Regions from separate parts of the Sus scrofa genome. Here region 2 is linked to region 1. The links are chromatin contacts, called in public HiChIP or PLAC-seq maps. All regions are on one chromosome and are shown on one strand. Each heading gives the region's core, a stretch centred on a gene start, on an enhancer-like site or on the middle of the called end of the contact. The rest is flanking DNA. Distances are from core to core; before and after follow the strand shown.

Region 1 (2,700 bases), core at 189-2,688:
GTGGCTTCTCTAACACAAAGGGATTTTAAGAGATTGTTACCAGAATAAAGAACTCTAATTATAACAATGAGATTGCTTTGAGGACTGCCCGAATTAGTTTCCATACTTCCTAGGCACAGAGCCATCTCAGAATTCAGATATTCAATTCTAATCCTTGAAAATATTGGATAAGAAAACTTTCTAGGGGAGAAGTGGTAAGAACAAATTCCCAAGGTAGTTAAAAAACAAAACGACTATTTCCCCATCTTTAAAACAGCCGTCTAGGCTTTATTATACCTCCTAGGGCAAGCCCTTAAAAAGACAGAAAAGGGCAACCTTCAATGTTCAGAGCGGTGGAATTAGTTAAAAGAAAATCCACTGGGCTGTGGGGCAGAGCATTCTATTTATCAGGCTGGGAAGTGAATATGAACAAAGAGTTCTTTCCCATGAGAAACTAACTTTTGGAGCAAATGGATACAATCGTAGAGGAACTTGCTATTTTCGTGTATAATTCATTAGAAGGCTTTGCAAACCAAACTCTCAGGAATAACTCCATCCGCAGCCATGCCCTATTTCATGGCTAGATTTGTTTAACCGACTTACAACCACAGTTTTCAAAGAATACAAAGCAGAGTACGTTCTTAAAGCAAAGTTGTTCCTTAAAAGCAAACCCCAGCCACCTCTTTAAAAAGGCACAAAAACGTGATCCACGGACCCTAAGACCTCAAAGTCCTGATCCAATAAGACCAACAGCTGCGGGAGGAGCAGAGCCACCTGGGAGCCCGGCCCCGGGCGTTAACAGCTGCCCCTCGGGTTGAAGGACACATGGGGCTCAGCTCCCCGGGCAGGCGGGAAAGGCCTGGGGACAGCCGAAGGACTTGCAGTCGTCCGCACCGGTTTTGTGGTCATCAAGAAAAGCCGGGAGGTGAGAAACGGCGGAGACACGAAGAGAGAAAAGCGCCCTCCAGTTTGCCCGATGTTAACGCCGGGGAGATGAAAAGGGCCATTTGTTTCATCTGGGGACCGCCGGGTCGGCCCGTCCCCCAACCCAGACTCTCGGCCAGGCTCCGTGGAAGAAGCCGGCCGCTCGCCCGCCCGCCCGGCCCCAGGACCTCACCTGCGGGGCCGGCCCCCGAGGCGCGGGCGGGCGGCGGGGAGCGCAGCCGCAGCCAGAGGTGCAGCGCGGCCCCGAGCACACACGGGCACAGCAGCACCAGCCAGTTTCGCATTGGCCGCCCCCGCCGGCTCCACCTCGCGCCCCCACCGCGCGCCGGGCTCTCCCGCGTCCCGGCGGACAGGGAGGGGCCCTGAAAGTAAGGAGGCCGGGGGCAGTGGCCGACTCCCGCGCGACTACTCCGGGAACGCCCGCCCTCGTGCCCGCCGCCGTCTAGGTCTCTCTCGGCTTAGGCTCCTCCGACCGCTGGCGGCTGCGCCTCCGCCGGCCAGAGCCCCGCCCCCTTTCCTGGGCCTTCCCCGGCCCCGCCCACCTTTTCTCTCACTCGCCCCGCCCTCTTCTAGCTTGTCCCCTCCCACTTCCCCTAGCCGGCCGGGAGCTGAAGTCCCGCTCTGAGCTTAAGGAGGAAGTGCCCCCGTGATCCGATGGCTGGGAAACCACATTTCCCACAACCCCACGCACTCGCTTCCGTCACTCGGCGATCGCGTAAGCAAAGCGCGAGGCCTCACACAGAGCATGCGCAGCCCTGCTCCATGTTTACTGCCCCCCGGTGGCGGAGGAGAGGTAGTGCCGGACAACCCAGCGCTCAGGGGCCGCCCCAACCCCGGGAGAGAAATAATAGCTGGGGTGAAGGGCGCCGGTTGCCTAAGATTTAAAGGAGATCTTGAGACAAGACAGTTTTAAATCACGCAGAGCTTCCTTAGGCCGAATGCTAGCCTCGTGTAAGAGATGGGATCTTGCTGGCATCTACTGGGCGCGGAGATCGGGGCGGGGCAGCCCAAATGCCCGTGTCTTCAGCGGTGAATCATCAAGTATTAGTTCTGGTGCTTCGGTACCCGGCTCTAAGAACTCAGGATGAGTAAGACCAAGCCCAAGGGATCAAGCTGTGCAGTACGACAGCGATGGCCGAATGGAAGGTACATTACACGTGCTCAGATTTCAAACTGGCGCTGGAAAGTTGCGAGAAGAACCGGGTGCACTCACACCTGCTATTGGACGTGAGCCGCTAGAAAATGCGGGCTCCGAGGCACCTGTGGGAAGGACCTGCTGCGACCCTCCGGGATACAGTCCTGCCCTGGGCCCCGAGGGCGTCACCCGTTCCGGCCTGCCTGCGGCCAAACGCAAAAGTGTCCTAGTTGAGGAGCCTGAAGATCAGGGTACCGATGTTCAGAAGATGGTGCAGAGGATGAACATGAGGATGAACTATATTGTTGGAAAAACCCTTGGTTGAAAGCCCCAGGAAATCCACTTCAAACAGGCTTAAGGAAAAAAGGGTAATTTATTCAAGTCACTGAACAGTCCAGGAGATGTCTTAGGCACTGTCAGTACCATAGTCTCACTGAGGGGCAATTTAATTTCCTCTATTAAAATTATTTTTGGAGTTCCCTTCAGTGCCTCAGGGAAAGGAATCTGACTAGTATCCATGAGGACGCAGGTTGGATCCTTAGCCTTACTCAGTGGGTTAAGGATCCTGCCTTGCCATGAGCTATGCTGTAGGTGCCAGACTCGGCTTGGAGCTGACGTTGCTGTGGCTATGGCCTAGGCTG
Region 2 (2,744 bases), core at 32-2,531, 1.0 Mb before region 1:
ATGCTAGTCAGATTCATTCCTGGAGCCACTATGGGAACTCCAAGATACTATTTTTATATAAACCGCCCTTCATAGTGGAAAAGAAATGGTGGCTCTGGGAAAACTAAAGCAACCCACTTAATAAAGTCCATTAACTATTACAGAAATACTTCCCATGTTGTAGAACATTATGTTTGGTGGTACTTAGCTTCACATAGCCAACCTGAAAATCTGCATATGTTGAATTTGGAAAAGATCGAACAGCTGCAAAGTGCAGAGCTGTAAACTGCTTATGAGTTTTTTAAGCACTTAGAACTTAAGCAAGACTAGGTAATGGAGCAGATGGAATCAGTAAGTGAACTAAAGACTAACCTTTATCCATAAGCGTGCTTTCAAATAAAGATTCTGCTGCACGGAATATATTAACTCATATACTGAAATAACATCCTTTCAAAATATCTAAAGGCGCATTTTTTCATTCCTTAAAAAAAAATGTCAGCGTTTAGAGTAAAAAGAGCTACAAATAATTAAAACAATAATGCAAGTATTAATTTTACCCACTCTCCTGATCAAATTGTAGCACCTTCGCAAATTTCAGATCCAAGTCCAAGGATTTTTAGCTGTAAACTCTAATCATGCTCACTTTTTAATTCCACGAACTACCAGAACTTGCGGACTCGACCTTTGCTTTCATATTCTTTCACTAGATGTCTCCAAATACCAACTAAAAGAATCTTTTCCATCTACAAAAAAAAAGTCGCAAGGGTTCAAAGCAAGAACAAGGTGATGCCGGGAAATGTAACAGGATGAAATCTCAATGGGGAAACTGGGAGATTGGTGCCCTGAGTTCTCAGTTTAGTCACTTTTTTGCCATGTAACCTGGGGTGTCATCCGCCTCTTTCTGGAGCCGTTTCTTTCTCTCTCTCTCTTTTTTAACCTCAGAAGCGTAGAGTTAAGCCTTCAGGGCTCTTTAACGTTCCGTCCAGCTCTCACCTCCCAGGTGCAAACTTCCACACAAAGCCGCCTTTTCCAGTAGGGCTCGCTCCTGAATTAACCCTTCCGAGCGGCGCTTGGCGAAACAGATATAGAAACTGAGACACGAAAGGAGCATAGTTCGTTAAAGTTACGAAAAGCTGCAAGGAGAGACACTGAAACGTAGTAAGTACAAGGCTGCTCTGAAGAGTGACCGGACGCTAACCACGCAGTACTTCTACTTCTCCAGGAACTTCCTCCCTTGACTGAGCAGGCCCGGAAGTCACTCTAGCAGGTAGGAGTGTGGGACCGGAAGTCCCGCCGTTTTTGACCGGCAAACGGTAGCCCGTAAGGGTCACAAGGCCAGCGAATCCGCCGCGCGAATTGTTTTCCTCAGGTGGTGGGTTTATGCCGCAGGAGCCCAAGTCGGCGAGACGACTGTGCGGCACTGGGACTCGGCCCCGCACCCTTCTTCCCCTGTTGTTGGGCTGTGTGACTTTTTCCTTCCGTTGGCGCCGAAGGGAACTTGCTGCTGGGCGGGCGGAGAGGTCAGCCTGCTGGCGGGGCCGGGGAGTGCGAGGCGCTCCCGAGAGGGTAGGAACCCAGGAGGTCGCCGACTCTCCTCGAGCGCCGGGTTTCTCCTCTGCCAACAGAGGAGTACTCCTCGTTTTGCCTAGTTGTTGTGCTCTCGTGCAGTTAATTGTACAGTACTTCGGTTCGAACAGCAGCTTTGTTAAATGGGCAATGCTCCTACCCTGAGCGTCACCTGCCGATGGGGAAACAGGCTCGGGAGAATAAATGAACCGTCTTAAATGACAAACTGTGTGAAAGTCAGAATTCTAACTCCGGCTTTCTGAGATCACGCTGCCACCCCAGCAGAGGAGCAAATTACAGTGTAAAGGATAAGTTTCAAAAGCGAATGCTCTTACAATACCATTCCTGTGGGACTGATTAGTTTCAGTCGCGCCATTAAAATCCAGAGGCATAACTTTAAAAAGAGGGGATTGGAGGGAAAGACGGTATTTTTCCTTTGGTTTGCCTCCTCTCGAATTACAAGTTCTTTGTTAATATCACGTGTTTTGGTTGACAGCTCGAGCCCACCAGGAATGGCAGCCCCATCTATGAAAGAAAGGCAGGCTTGCTGGGGAGCCCGGGATGCATACTGGAAGTGCTTAGATGAGAACACAGAGGACGCTTCTCAGTGCAAGAAGTTGAGAAGCTCATTTGAATCAAGTTGTCCCCAGCAGTGGGTAAGTCACACTTGGACATGTTTCTGTTCGCTGTTAAAATACATAGCACTTACAGTGAGTGGTGGACTATGAAATGAAGCACAGTTTGAGGCTTCTCAAGTCAGCAGTTTCTGTTAGCAGCAAAGAAAACCTTGTCTGGTAATCCAGGCTTGTTTTTGTTACAAATAGGGCAAACGTTTGGAAAAGGTCATCTGACTCTTTAAAGATCATTGAAAAACAAAATAAACATAAGAACAATAACTAAAAAATTCCAACCCCCTAAACTGATAAGACTTCTCTAGGTTCTTCTGAAGAGATATTTAATCTTGAGAAAGAGTTAGCAAATTCACTGTCCTAGAGCTACTATCAGAAATAAAAGCATTCCCATTTGTCACCCAAAGCCATATAATTAAAATACAGAGAAAGGAGTTTAGAAAGTAGAAGAAATAAAATATCCAATGGGAGTTCCTTTGGTGGCTCAGCAGGTTAAGAACCCAACCTAGTGGGCTGTAAGGATATTGGTTCAATCTCTGGCCTCGCTCAGTTTGTTGGTTAAGGATCCAG

What was found. HiChIP or PLAC-seq counts read pairs in DNA pulled down with a chosen protein or histone mark.
Region 2: a contact with region 1 is called in an H3K27ac HiChIP or PLAC-seq map of skeletal muscle, with 5 times the contacts expected there. The contact joins the promoter of LOC100512926 here to the promoter of B3GALNT2 in region 1. A contact is called at or near these places in 1 of 47 Hi-C or Micro-C datasets (heart right ventricle) and 1 of 2 datasets of contacts at active chromatin or transcription factors (skeletal muscle).

Annotation. Positions count from the first base shown.
Region 1 is chr14:55,748,147-55,750,846 of Sscrofa11.1, reverse strand. It overlaps B3GALNT2 (UDP-GalNAc:beta-1,3-N-acetylgalactosaminyltransferase 2), which reads right to left and starts at 1,438. Exons shown (of 12, transcript XM_021074398.1): 1 at 1,097-1,438. The coding sequence starts at 1,208.
Region 2 is chr14:56,757,493-56,760,236 of Sscrofa11.1, reverse strand. It overlaps LOC100512926 (cytochrome c oxidase assembly factor 6 homolog), which reads left to right and starts at 1,281. Exons shown (of 3, transcript XM_003133017.4): 1 at 1,281-1,499; 2 at 2,042-2,201. The coding sequence starts at 1,360.